Linked DNA regions of Mus musculus: region 1 is linked to region 2. Evidence: chromatin contacts called from public promoter capture Hi-C data. All regions are on one chromosome and are shown on one strand. Each heading gives the region's core, a stretch centred on a gene start, on an enhancer-like site or on the middle of the called end of the contact. The rest is flanking DNA. Distances are from core to core; before and after follow the strand shown. Region 1 overlaps Opcml (opioid binding protein/cell adhesion molecule-like). Region 2 holds the start of Igsf9b (immunoglobulin superfamily, member 9B).

Evidence for each region. Promoter capture Hi-C pulls out the DNA fragments that hold promoters and counts their contacts.
Region 1: a contact with region 2 is called in a promoter capture Hi-C map of hippocampal neurons, with 4 times the contacts expected there. The contact joins the enhancer-like site here to the promoter of Igsf9b in region 2. A contact is called at or near these places in 6 of 39 promoter capture datasets (the 3T3-L1 cell line, the C10 cell line, hippocampal neurons and 2 more).

Annotation. Positions count from the first base shown.
Region 1 is chr9:28,242,502-28,249,523 of GRCm38.p6, reverse strand. The region is part of intron 1 of Opcml (opioid binding protein/cell adhesion molecule-like); the gene reads right to left. Among named protein-coding and RNA genes, the nearest start is that of Gm39313, 150 kb to the left of the region's middle. Within about 2 kb of position 1,528, at least 43 of the 459 cell types and tissues checked have an H3K27ac peak or open chromatin away from gene starts, as enhancers often do. A contact at or near this core is called in hippocampal neurons, where this site is marked.
Region 2 is chr9:27,296,582-27,304,222 of GRCm38.p6, reverse strand. Igsf9b (immunoglobulin superfamily, member 9B) reads right to left here and starts at 5,119. Exons shown (of 20, transcript NM_001326702.1): 1 at 4,706-5,119. The coding sequence starts at 4,769.

The DNA.
Region 1 (7,022 bases), core at 279-2,778, 950 kb before region 2:
AAGGGAGGTAATCATTGGTTCTGGTGAGTCAGAACCAATCGCCATCAGACTTACGGCTCCCTGGAGAGAGGACTCGACCTAGTCTGGAAACTCTGAGATCAGACTCCGGGTCCATCAGCCTGCTCCAGCCATGGAGCTGATCCCTGCAACCAGTTCCAAGCTTTGTGCTTCTGGACTGTTTCTCCCACAGGCTCAGCATGGCAATTTGTTTAAATGAGAGCAGAAAGCATTCAGAGACCAAGATAGGACAACACCAGATCCCAGCCCAGTGTTGATTGAGAGCCAGATGCCTTGTGACTAAAGATATGAGTGCAGGAAGGAGAAACTATCAAAGCCAACAAAGAGAAAAGCCAGAGGGTGACTCTGTGAGCTAGGAGAGGGGGAAGACTCGCTTGAATTTCTATACATGATCTCAAAAGCTAAAGGCACAAAGGAAACTATGAATAAGTATGATAGAGTGAAAGATTTCTGTCCAGAATAGGAAATATTTTTGTATTGGACTGCATGGAAGAAAATAATTTAATATCTGAAAGCACCATAGAATTAATACTCGTTCTACAAAGACAATCTTCACATCAATAAAACCAAAAAGAAAAAAAAAAACGATGATGGATTATGGGCAAATGAAATGAACATGGGATTTAAAAATGAAACTCAGATGCCAGTGGAATACAGGAAGGGAGTCTCAGTTTGTTGGTGAGCAGGTGAGTATGAGACTGAGTCATTTTATACATAATTGGCTGGTAGAAATGGGAAGGCTGGCAGTGGCAGAGGGGACATGGAAACAACGGGAATAACAACTGTGGAAGCCGTGGTTGGTGAGTGCCTGAGCTAGCCCTTAGGTTAACTCAACTAATTCCTGTGACCTAGATTTGTCCTTTGGCATACTTTACAGCCCCAAGCTATCCTAAATACCAGAGAGCATCTCTTGCAGGGATATTTGCTGGGGTAGAGGTTGCTGGCGGGCAGGGTAACTGTACCAGTGGTGGTACATGAGGATCTAACCTTGAGGAACAGCTGCAAAGATACAGATCACAGGAGTCACTGGACAGAAGGAACTCAGCACAGAGAAGCAGGGATGCGTTGAAATGTGTGCATGGGAGATGCGGGAACAGTGAGCTCTCCACCACAGCATCACTTACCTAAGTTAGAGGAAGTAGAGAGAAGCTCACTGTTATCATCAGGCACACACAAGGAAGAGCACATGGCCTACACACAGCTGTCAGCATGCATAGCAAACAAAACAGAAGCGATGGGAACAGTGAAGGGGTGAGCAAGCCCTTGTGTGGAATCGCTGATAGGGAAAGAAATGTGCTTTAGACGCCAAACAGAACCTAGACAAGGAATAAAAAAATAAAGCCCTTATAGATTGCCTGTACAAAGATTTGGGTCACTCTCAGTGCTCATTTCTGGGCCCTTGTACCTTGTTCATCCAGCAGAGACACCCTTCAATCCCCTGGAAGAGTCCTCAGCCCAGTAATTCTTGCAGAGCTGCAATGGCTCTTCAAAGACACAAGGGGGCTCATGATGCACATGGATTTTTAATAGTGCCGCTTGTCACTCCAATTTGAGAACTAAACCCAGTACAGGCAGACACTCCCCTGCCACAAACACATCCTACTCCTCACTATCTATTCTATGCTGCCCCTTCTCTGCTGGGGGAATATGAAGTATGAAGCTGTTAGGAGTTATGAATGACAGGTTTGGGGAGAAGTCCTGAGCCACGTCAATCCTGTTATTGTGAGTGGACTGGTCTCCTTATGTAATCCTCCCTCTTGCTTTTCCTCACTTTTTATGCCCACTCCTGCCTTCCTCCACACACCCACTTCCACTTCACTGGACCCTGCTCTCCGTATGTAGATCTGCCTGTATTTCTGCCCTGACCCCTGCCTCTCCAGATGAAAACATTTGCTGCCAGAGAGCTTGTGAGTTTATTCAATAGCATATCGTAGTATCGTATGTATGTTTTGCACCCGTGTGTATCAGGGAGATGTCTTTGAACTTGATAGAAGGAAATGACCAAACCATTCCTTAGAGTTCATGGCATAGGGAGAAGGGTAGCTATCCTGACATGTGGTGACCTCTTTTTTTCCCCAGAAGCATTCAAGGCTGGATATCAGAGTGCAGAAGAGTTGATTCTATACTCAGCCTGGGTGAAGGGACCCTGCCAAGTGCAAGGGCACAATCTGTGTGTGAAGAGTGACAACAGCATCCCCACTACATGTGGCTTCCTTATTCCCTGACTCTGCTGTTCTGGGGTATATATACAGGGAAAACCATAGCGTGACTTCCTGTGACCTGCCTCCTGGGAGAAAGGACCCCCGCCTTCATCTCAGCACCCTCCAGCCAGCTCTGCCTTCCATTCTGTGGCAGTGTCAGAGCCAACGACAAGTTGAGACCTCATCATTTTTCCTTAATCAGGAACATCCTTCGAACTGGAGCCATGATGGCAGCAGTCAGTCTCAGGGAATTAACTCACCATGAAGATCATTCCATGACAGAGGCATAGTTTATCAGTTCCCACAAGCAGGGTGTAGAGGGGAAGCTAAAGGAATCCCTTAGTGGCTGTGAACAGGGCTCCCCCATAGCAGCCTGCAATAGCCTGTAGCCCCACAGTCCTGAACAGACACACTTGGTCAGGCAAGTAGACCTCGGTTTGAATCAACATCAGCACAAGGCACGGCAGGGCACTGCCCCTCTGATGCTGATGTGTACCCAGTTCCATGCCCAATCTTGTTAAAATACAGTCTCACTTGGGTCCATCCAGGGCAGATCCGGAGAATATTCATTGCAACAAGCTCCTAGATATCCCCATGTGACTGACTGTGAGCCATGGTGAGCAGAAAGGCTGGGGTCAGAGGATGAAGCTGGGTGGCAGTGACTATGTCCTCAGTGGACACCCAAAATGGCTATCCCTATGTCCTTTAGCACATATTTTTATTTGCCCCCTAAGTTGGCTTTTGTCACATCTGTGGGACATTTTAACTATGCTCCTAACTGAGAGCGAGAGGTTGGTTAGAAGGTTACCCATGGGCCTATGTTCCCTACTTGCAAAGTTTTCTTTGAATCCTTCCCTGCCGTCCAGCCAGAAGCACACCTGAGTGTGCGGTTGCTTGTTTTAAGCTGTGGAGGAACATGAGAGAACCTTGAGAATAAAGACTTAACTGCTCATATGGCCACAGAGCAGGAGGCTGGTGTTTTCTGCTCCAGTCCTTTAAAACAGCTTGCAGGTGCCTGCCCCATCCTTTCTCTGCTTATTCACTTAGGCCTGCAGGGCTGTATTCTGGGGGCTGGAGGTCTGGCACAGAATGGACTGGTCCATTCTGGTATTGTGTGGTACCCCACACCCTAGTGTGGTACTGGGAATGAGGAGAGTATGGATGCAGGGTGCTGTGGGGGAGAGGGTCATAGGACATGGGCTAGCCTTTGGTTATGCCATTATATATTAAAACAACAACAACAACAACTCACAACAGAAGGTGGTTTTGAAATAAAAGCGATCTGAAACCCAGATGCTAAATGCAGCTAGAGCCTGAAAGCCTCTTTGTAACAGCCCAGACTGGGTTTGGGACTTTGATGGGACAGACTCCTCTGGCATTCCTGATGGTAGACAGAATGTCTTACGGGGAGAAGAAGGCAGCACCAACAGAAGCTCATGCTGATGGGTTTCTGATGTGGGGCCCATGGTAACCTGCTGAGCTTTCTTCTGAGACTCCCTGGTGGCCTCTGAAGAGTTAAGCCTTGTGTTCTCATTACCTACTTCTCTCATCATGTTGCATCCTGTTTTCTTGTCTACAGGGATGCCTCCCTCAACAGACTGCAGGCTATGTGGCCAATTAACAGAGTCCTGTGTGCTCTGTGCCTATTGGACAAGCAACTTTTGTGTATGGGTGACTGATACATCTGACAGAACAACTTGAAAGGGGGAATTTTAATTGTGGCCCTTAGTTTCCGAGGTGTCAGTCTGTCATGAGGCAATGACTGGTGGGGCAGAATGGTTCATATAGCCATAGTTACTAAGAAAGAAAAAGCAAACACAGGAAGAGGCCCCAGGCCAAGACTTGGTACCCAAGGCCATACTGTCCTCTAGTCAGGCCTTGCCACCTCCTTCCCTTGTTCCCAATAATGCTGTCATATTATGAAGTCATCAACGGATTAAACCATTTCTTAGTCCAGAACCCTCATGATCTAACAGCCTCTGGAAACACCCTCATGGGCTCACCTAAAGGGGGGCCTTATTTAGCACCCTTGGGAAGCTTTCTCCCACAGGGTATCATAGTCTCCTCTGTTAAGAGTTCCATGAAACCAGAATGCTGGAACGGCAGGCCACACCAGCCCATGCTCTTGTCTCCTCTAGGAGGAGGCCTATATTAGTACTTCCTAGAGAGTCTATGTCACTCAGAACACCATGGGGAGGAAAGCTCCCCCAGAACGAAGTGATGGGCTCCTTTCTACCCCCACAGGTCAAAGAAAGCAAGAGAAGGGTGATGATGTGACCAGCATATCAGCTGACTTCAAGGACTGTATGGGTGACCTATAGGTCAGAGCTTTGGGCCAGGTTGCTGCTTACAAAGCAGCTCTCATTAACTATGACAGACAGCTCATGCTCACAAGCCTTCCACAGGGTCTGGTCTAACTCTATATCCCCAAATTCCTAAGGCCCTAGGGTTGGGCAAATCCCTTTGGAGTAAGAAATAATTTCCAAACCAGGGAGCCACAACAAGATTTACAGGAGTGATTTTCTCAGGGCACAACACACATAAGAAGCCTCTAAACCCTTTAATACCCTAAGGAGGAAGACAGGGCTGTCCTGGTGCATTCGAGGGAAGCCAGCCTGTCTGCAGAGCAACAGGCAGGAGGATCCTGCAACCTCAACAGGGACTTTCCATGGTAAAGGTGTTTGAAGCCAGAGGCAGATTTTGTGTTCAGGAAAGCCATAGGCCAACACTTTTGCCCATGGTCCCTCCTACCTACACAGTCACATCATGTGACAGCACATGACACCACATACCATTCGCACAGTACCCAGACACCATAAGCATTATACATATCATACACAATACACACGATTCAATTCAGCAATGCCCAGTGAGCCTCAAGTCGATATGTGTGTAATTTTCCATTCCATCCACGTCTACTGATTAATGGAAACTATAAACCTGATAAAAAAAATTATCACAAAAGTCACATCTGTGCCCCTATCTTATGGGACTGTCTTACCTGGGAACCAAAGGAGCCTTACTCCTAAGTGCTCAAAGAGGCAGGCACTCTTGTTTCTGAGTCACACGTTCTGAAGAAGCCATCACCCAGGCTGAAGGGTTGCATAGCCCATTATATGTGGATTAAGTTGTATTTATCTGATTTGCAACCAATAGGGAGCTGGCAGTCATTATTGGAATGAGGAGCTGTGTTCTGTGATCTGGGGACTGAGTGTGTCTATGATTAGCTGGGTGCAAGATAAGTTCCCAGCTAGGACATATGGCCAGCTGGAATGACAGAACCCAAAGGCTATGTCCACATAATCTGGGCTGACACAGGAGAGAACAGACTCTCCACATGGAAGGTATGGGATGGGGGATGGGGGTGGGGGGTGGGGGGTAATTACTTCAGAACCTACCCCTACCTTAAATGATTTCTTCTTTCTTCGAGTTCTTATCATGGAAAGACTTCATTTGGAGAATTAATTTTATACAGTTTTGAGACATCTTCCCCATTGTTGTCTGGAATTGCTATTTTAATCTTTTTTTGTTACTAATTAACTTTGTGCATGTTCCCAACTTGTCTCCTTAACAAGATAGCAAGTTCTTCAGGAGAAGGCTCTGTCGGGTCTGTGTTTAAGTGGCAGACACAGAACAGAATGTAAACTACAACTATACACATGCAACCCTTTGGCGGGGTTTATTCTTACTTACAGACGAGAAGTGTGGCTGAAGGGTGGTAGTTGTGTGTAAAGCCACCAACACATGGTAGAGCCTCAGTGTGGAGCTGTGCAGTCCTCGGGGCCCCCTGCTGGCTCTCAGAATACTGCCTTGCACTCACTATGAGCTCAATAAACACCATTTATTCTTGTCATCCTCGACCATCAATGTTTTAAGATGTAGAATTAAAATTTGATGAAGGCCAATTTTCAAATTCCAGGTTTAGTTTCCTGCGAAAAACGGTCTTAAGCTCCAACTGAGAAATTCAGCTCCAATAGGGGAAAATTCGTATCAGAAAAGGCAAATATTGACCCAGGCTCATCCTGAGGGGACTGAGGCAGAAACTCAAGCCCTTCATCCTTTGAATGAAAGGAAAGTAGTTAAGCATTGCTGGTGGCCTGCCTGGAGGCACTTAGCAACAAGTCACCAGGCATTCTAGAAGCCCTAAGCAGTCAGGAGCTGGCACTGGGCTAGAGGTGGCTCTCTTCTGACCAGCTTTCCTAAAGGGGTTGCCACTTCCTTCATGGTTTGGGTACTATAACCCCCCTCTTCCCCACTTAAGTCACTGCCACTTCTGCTATTTATTTGTTGCTTTTGGGAGCATTTGAGATGGAACTCAGGGATATGTGTGTCACCGAGCTGTGGCCCAGCATGCCATCACAGCCCACCACAGGCATGGACACATGGATGTGAACCCTGGTGGAGTTTGTGGTTCCCTCTGAAGTCTAAATCTGAATTCACCATCTGCAGACTGAGGCTGAGTCACATGCTATGCTATTGAGAGATAGGGATATCTTATCCTTCTCCACTCTTCCCAGTCCATCACTTCACTGCTTTGTTAATGGATTTAACTGCGTTTATCTCCTGAGCACTTACTGTGTGTGTGCCAAGTATGGTGTTGCATGCAGTGGGTTGCAAGTCTAGAATAGACAAGTTTATAGAATAGAGATACTGCCCATGTCCCCCTCTCCACCTGCCACCAGATGCTTACCACCTCTCCCAGAAGCCCCTTACCTCTAGTGCCACCCTGCTGCACACAGATGTTATGCTCATGGAGACCAGGGACAGCAATCACTTCTTCATGGCTCCTCGGTGCCTGGCACA
Region 2 (7,641 bases), core at 3,870-6,369:
CCTGCTCTGTACACCGCAAGGCTAGCCAGTAAGGGCATCATAGGTCAGATAGGCATAGGATATGAGTGAGAGATTACTCCCTCCCGGTAGAGCAACAGCATCCCTGCTCCGAACCAGGACGCAAGCAATGCATCACTGCTACAATCTGTGCCCATGAACGAGCTTTTTGCCACAGCCCCACATCTAGGGTATACTTCACCAGGAAGAAGATAAGGGGGCAGCATAGAAGGCACAAGGCCACGTAGGTTATCAGTCCCCTCTTTGTCCAAAGGTCAGGCAGGCAGGTCACAGCCCTGACCTCACGGAACTTACAAAACCCTCGAAGAGGCCCCATCTCCACTCACCACTCTCCTGGTTACTCATGCAAGAGCGAATAGGAAAGCAGGAAGATTTCTAAGAAAAATAGGTCAGTTGCCTCCGGCAGACCAGACCACACCCATGGGCAGTGCCCCTGGGGCAGAAGCCTGACTGCAAGCTGCTCCTCCAACCCCAATCCTCTCCCATCTCCCCAGATGCCCAGAGCTTTCTTTATCTACCCTGGACTGTGCCAGACTGATGGCAACTAATGCCTCCTAGCAAGAGAGGCAGTCGGCTTCCCCGTGGGCCAAGCCTCTGCCCTGTTACTTAGGCTTTCGGTATTGAACCTCAGGCAGTTCTTCGCCCCAGCTCTGGGCTGGAGCCTCCAACTCTAAGAACATCTGGGCTACGAGAACAGGGACGCAGGTGCAGAGCAACGAACAGGGAAGCAAGCAGCTTGCCGAGCAGTCTCGCTGCATCCCCAAGTACTCAAGAGGGGCTCCTACCTCAGACTTGTCCATAAATGCTCCTGTCCTGATGTGCTCCACGCAAGTGCACATAAACACACAAGTGCTTGCAAGGGCACGCTACACATCTAACTAAGTGGAAACACCGGTTACAGAGGCACATACACATACATACGGGGATATATGTGTGTGTGCACACATTTAAAAATATGCACACTTACTCATGCATATAGGAATATACATAACACATCCTAGGGCGCGTATGTATATGTACACATGCACACTTCTTCTAAGAAGCCAAAAGTTCTTACCAATCACAGCTCATCAAGATCCACTCTTCACACAAATTGTTCAACCCATCCCTGGAAGCAGAGGGAAGGGGGGGGGGGGTCATGTCACTCCAGGGTGGGGGTGGGGAGAGCAGCTGAGAAGCCTCCAGAAGGGAGCAGCTCTCGTGGAGACAGGAATCAGTTAAATCTCACTGTTCCTGATGCTATCCTAACTCCGGCCTCACCTCCCACCCCCGCATTTTCAGTGCAAACAGGAGGGCTGCAGGGAAACCTAATGAGCACCCAACAGAATGGAGAAAAAAAAAGCAAACCGAACAGGCTGGCCAACTCTGAGGACAGAGAGGGAGCCTAGACCCTGGAAAGTGCCAGGCACAGCAAAGAAGGGACGGATACAAGCTCTCTAACTGAGCAACCTTTACTCCTTGAGAAACCAGACCCCAACTCTCCGTCTCAGATATAAACTTGAAACCACCTGAACCAGGGACCTGACAACTCCAGGGACTGCTGCATGCTGGGCTATCGGCCTACTGCTTCCAGCTGACTCTTTCCAGTACTCAGCAGCATCATGCCTCCTCCCACACATACCTATTCCAGCTTCTTGCAGGGGGGCCTCCTACCAGACACACCCCCGCCTCCGTGTAAATGTCCTGAGACACACTCATACCAGCACTCACCACCCGGCACCAAGTTCTTCCCAGCTGAGAGGCTGTCCTGGGCTTTAAACATACTCCTTCTCATCTCCATCCACAAAGGAAGGCTGGGTGGACAAAGCCAGAGAGGACAGAGGGCACTGCTCCAAGCACAAGCAGAATCTGAATCAGATTTTCATTGGCCTGGGCACACAGGAGCCAGGGAGTCCACCAGCAGACTCGGTGGAGGTAACACTGGGAATGAAGAACAGACTTCCCTCCCTTACAGGAGGTTGAATGTCAATTATACCTCGCGCAGGATTTCCACATAGTGTGGAAACTCCCCCAGATTGCTGGGCAGATGTCTGTGATGCAGAGACTACTACATCAATAGCCTTCCTCCTCTCCTCTCCTCTCCTCTCCTCTCCTCTCCTCTCCTGTCCCCCTCCCTCCCTCCCTCCCTCCCTGAGACAGGGTTTCTCCATGTCCTGAAACTCTCTCTGTACAACAGAGATCCACCTGCCTCCACCTTTCTCTTTTCTTTACCCTCCCAACTGGATCACAGAGCTCAGTTACTTCCAAGATGCCTGACCAGAGTCAAAAGGAAGAGCCCATGCCCACCTCTGTCCCAGACTTGCAAGCTGACAGTTTGATGGGCCTGATTCTTTTCACCTAGAGCGACTCCTGCTTTGCACACAGTCCCTGAGGTTGAAGGATTTCTCCAAAGTCACCTCTGCCCCTCTCAGAACATCTGGATCCCATAAGGCCTCTCTCATCAGCACTGGCAACCCTGGCCTCACAGGCGAGCAGGTGCCCTTCCCCCGCTCTAGGCTGTAGCATCTGGCAGCCAGCAATACTTCAGCTTTGCAGACCTTGTAAAGGACTTCCAAGCAATTCTGCATGCCCCACCCACACTTCCCTGGGATGCAGGAAAGAGAGGTTCCACCAGGCAAGGTCAGCCCAGGAAGGGGTCTAGCTTCCTCGGAGGCAATCTTCTGAATGTCCCCCAACACACTCTTAACTCTCCGCTCCCTGCATAACCCAATAGGAATCCCATCCCATAGATCCTGAAATGCTAACACTGATGTCTGGTGAGCACATATTTCACAACAGGCACCCAGCCACTTCGTCACAGAACTGTTCACACACTCCAAGCCTCTACAAACTCCTACAGCTAACCCACTTTCCACTGAGGTAAGTGACATTTAGAAAAGCTGAGAAATGTGTCCAAGGTCACGGGGTCAGCAAGTGGGACGGCCAGGATTTGAATCTTGTCCATTTATCAGTAAGCCTATGTCTGTAAGTGCCTCATTGAGCCATTTCAGACTAAAAAGAATCCAAGACCAATCAGGTCACCCTTGCTCCCAGACAGAAGAGTAGGAGTTCCAGACAGAAGGACCAATAACCTTCACAACCAACAACCTTCAACACTGGGAAGTTCCTTCTTCAATCTAGCCATTCTGTGAATCTCGGCAATATAAACCCAATTTCCTGTAGTCTGTGTTTAAATTAAAACAAAACAAAAAAAAAATCTGTCCCTTGCTAAAGTTGGGAGGCTAGTTGAAGAGCCCTCCTTAGGTGTCTCTTCAATTCGGATGCTAGCACAGCCTTTTGTGCTTTCAGGGACAGCCCCACAGCAGAATATACCAAAACCCAGAGGGGAGGAGGAGGAGGAAGTCACTGAAAGACTGCATGGGAAGGGGGAAGGGAGAAGCACAGCAAGATCCACCTTTTTTCCATAAGCTTCTTCTGAGGTCACTCTGTCTCGGTTTTCCCACCTGACAAATGGAAACCTTTATAACCATCCCGACCATCATAGTGCTTGTTGGAAAGCTGTCCTTCCCTTCGCCCCACTCTCTCGTTTCAGAACCCCCTCTCAAGTAGCAGAGGAGATACATTCCAATCCGGAAACTTTCTCAAACCACTCCCCCCCACACGCCCCGAGGCAAGGTGCAAAAGAAGCCGGGGAAGCCCGCGCCTCCAGCAGAGCCCTTCAAAAAGGCTCCCTAGTCCGCAGAATCTCGTCACCCTGTCGCCTTCCACCCACAGACCGTTCCTCTCCCGCCGCCATCTCCCTGCTTTGCGAACTTGCCCGCAGTCGGGTCGGTTCCGCGCGCAGAAACCGTGAGCTCAGAGTCCTGGCAGCTTCCAGGCTCGGCTCTGACTTCCATACAAGGGCCGAGAGCCGGGTGCCACCCAGAGCTCTGCCATCTCCAAAGCGAAAGCCCTCGCGCTCAAGTATGCACCCCGCGCCTTGGCTTCTCCCTAGCTTTTTCTTGGGCTCAAACCCGAGAAGGCAGAAATAAAAAATCCCACTCGACTCTGAGACGCAGCTGGGCAGACCCCTCCCTCGCGGCCCTCGCCCCGAGGCCGCTGGGCCGGGCAGCCTGAAGCGCGGCGACGGCGCCTCCCCGGGAACTTTTGCCTGGCCGGGGCCCAGATGCAGTCAAGGTGGGCGCGGGCGGCCGACAGAACCAAGAAGAGCAGATGCTGCTCGGAGCCTCTAGGTCAATTCTGCTTGTCACCTGCCAAGGGGATCCGACCTCCGCGGCCAAGATGTGTGGAAAGGAAGGGCGCGGGGCGGAGAACCCGATCCCTTCGAGGCGGCTGCGGGGACTCCCAACCTCTTAATCGCGCCTCCCTTCAAGGGCTCCTCCATCCAGCGGTGCTGTGCAGGGCTGGGACGCGCGGAATCCTGCCTAAAGACCATCAAAGTCCCCAGCAGCCAGAGTTAGAGCACTAGGGGTTCCCCAAAGCTCAGATTCGACGTGTGGTTGTGAACCAAGGGGCCTAAGGTAGACTAAGTCCACTTTGATTCCAAGGCGTTCGCAGCCCAAGGGCTCCCGCACCTTCCCGCCGAGTTCCTCCCACCCGCAGTTCCCCAGCCTTTGCCCGGGCCAGTGCTCGGAGGTGCGCCTGGCCGGAGCCGGAGCCTCGCCCCCGGGGTTCGGGAGCCAGAGCCTGGAGCAAAGGTCTAAGAACGCCAAGAGGGTTGGAGGAGGGATGCTGCACTTCAACTCACCTTGAGCCACAAGACCTCGGGTGCTGATCACACTTGCTATCAAAGTGGCCACATACCAAATCATAGTACTACCGCGCGCCAGCCAAGAGCCTCATCCTATCGCAAAGTGCTCCTGCGTCTGCACACTTCTCGTGCCTCAGTGCCCGCTTCTCGCCCGCCTACGCCCCTTGCCGGTGCTCCTGTAGCCCGGGCGGCCCGCTCTCCATCCCTTCCTGGCTCCGCTCGTCTCGGCGCGCGCAGCCTCCCGGGCCCCGGCGCAGCGGCACCTGCACTGCCAACCGAGGCAGAGCGCAGCCAGGTCCACGGTGAAGCCTAGCCGGGCCTGTCCTGGTGGTCCGCCCCTGGCGGCTGTTTATTGGACAGTGCTCACGAGTCTAGGCACTGATTGGCTAAACTCTTAGTCCGTCGCTGCGCGAAGAAGGCGAGCCCATTTCAAGGTGCGTTGAAGTGTAGCGAGCACAGAGCCGCAGAATCATGCGCATTGCCTGGGAAAAGGCGTTGTAACGTCTTTGCTCTATTCTGTTCTCAGCTCAGACTGCATGGCAAGTTTCTGATTAAATAGATGGTAGCTTCTCGTACTGGCTAGTGGGACCCTAAGAATCTCAATAACCCTTGACAGGTTATCCGAGGGGATGGAGCCCCCGCCCACCTTGAGAATCCAACATCCGGTTTCTATCAAGAAAAAAAAAAAAAAAAAAGCAGTTCCCGGGAGGACCACGCTGATACGGGGATAGGGAAACCCAAGCATCCTGGGGAAACTAGGGAACGTCCTTTTCTGGAGAACGGTTCAAAGAGACCACGTGATACCTCCCCCCCCCACCCCCACTCTTTGCTCACTCTCTCAGAACACTACCTCCACCAAACGTTATATTAAGTTAGGCTCCATCCAGCCCAAAGCCAGGAGGATGACTAAAATGACCTCTAAAAGTCGCTAAATTTGGAATGAGTCATTGGCTCAGCTGCGGCGAGTCACAGACCCCTCTGGAACACATGTGCACACGTACTGCCACCCCCATTGCTGGTCATCGTTGCTCATGATTACTAAAGCCATTAACCCCCCCCCCCCAATAAATGCTGCCTCTCCTGCACACAAATGCTGCTTCCTCTCCTACCTTACTGAGAGCCCAGCCCCATATCAGCAGCATAAAGTCAAGGTGGCGTTTGTGAGCGATCAGGGGGTGAGGTAGAGAACCAAGGAAAAGGGAAAGGTCCTCCTCATTTCTGCAGAAGATAATAAATAAAGACGCTGGAAGAGCTTCCTATATCCCAGGCTCCCTACTCCAGCATCTCTTCATCTCCTCCCCCAATACAATTGTGTTTACACAAGGAATAAATGAGCATCATGAAAGCCTCTACAACCATCTCACAGTGTTCTGAGGCTGCCGTGGAGATGTTTATTCTTTCAAGCTTCTGACACAGTGCTGAGAGGCACAGCTCCCTAGGAGGGGCTGTTGGCCAGGGAAGAAATGGAGGGGCAATGAAGGCAATCTCTCAATAAGCACAGAGCATGAAGTTTCCCATAGACCAACAGCTTACTGCTGGAAAAGCCAATGTGTGCGCATGGACTCGTGTATCTCACATAGAGTGGCCTTGAGTGATGGAGGGTCATTCTTTTTGGAGAACTCCACTCTCGTTGCCATCCAGGAGATGAAAAGCTGAGGCTCCTAAGCAGAGAAGCACACACACTAATGAACTTTTATCATCTGAATAGCATCTGGAGAACTGGACTTCTGAATACCTCCTGCTTGCAAACTCGCCCTGCTCATGCGAACACACTCATGAGTTATCACTCTGTTGATATATTCCCATGGGCCACTGCTTTAGGTCCTTTCTGGGCTGACATTTCTTTCCTGGGGCTTTGGTGAAGCTGCACGCTCTAGATCTCCTTGACGCATCAATTCTCAGGCAACATGCACCAATTCTACCTCCAACACACACATATGCAAGTCTCCCCATAAACAGGTTTGCACACATCTATATACGTCCATACATACTTCCTCTGGGTCCTAAGTCTATCAAGACTTATTGGGATCCACTTGCAGAATGGGTGATGAGGCTAGGCTATGATTTAATTTTGACCTCAGAAACGTTCATGTTGTTGGAAACTTGATCCCCAAGGTGGCAGTATTGGAAGAATGGAACCTTCAAGAGGTAAGTCCTAGGAGCTGGAGAGACACTTGGCAATTAAGAACGTGCACAACTCTTGCAGAGTTTGGTTTTCAACATCCTAAGGTAATTGTCCATGATCTGTAACTACAGCTTTAAAGGATCTAACACCCCTTTACAGGCACTGCACTCATGTGCACACACACATACACACACACAAACACATATAGATATAGTTTAATATAAAGACGTGAGTTTGGGGCTGGAGAGATGGGGGGGGGGGCAGGGTTAAGAGCACTGGCTGCTCTTCCAGAGGTCATGAGTTCAATTCCCAACAACCACATAGTGGCTCACAACCATCCATAATTGGATCAAATGCCTTCTTCTGGTGTGTCAGCAACACTGTGTTCATATACATTTTAAACACACACACACACACACAAACAAACAAACAAACAAACAAAAAAAAAAAAACATGAGTTCTACTGAGAAGTCCTTAAGTCACTGGAAGCCATGCCACTGCTAGGTAATTCTCCTGGGATCTCCCTGGTAGTTCTCATAAGAAGGCTGTCATGAGCAGAGCTGGACTTGGTGGCCTAGGTAATTGTCCCAGCATTTGGAAGGTCAGAAGTACAAGATCATCCTCAGCTACACACAAAACTGAAGGTCACCCTGAGCTACAAGAGACCCTACTCTCATAAAAGAGAAGAGAAAACAAAGCGGAGGGTGGGGTGCTGTTAAGAAGGGAGAAAGGCTGGCCCCTCCTCCTCTCTACCTGCTACCTGGCTTGAAATCCAGCCGCTTGCCAGCACATGCTAAAGCTATTGCCA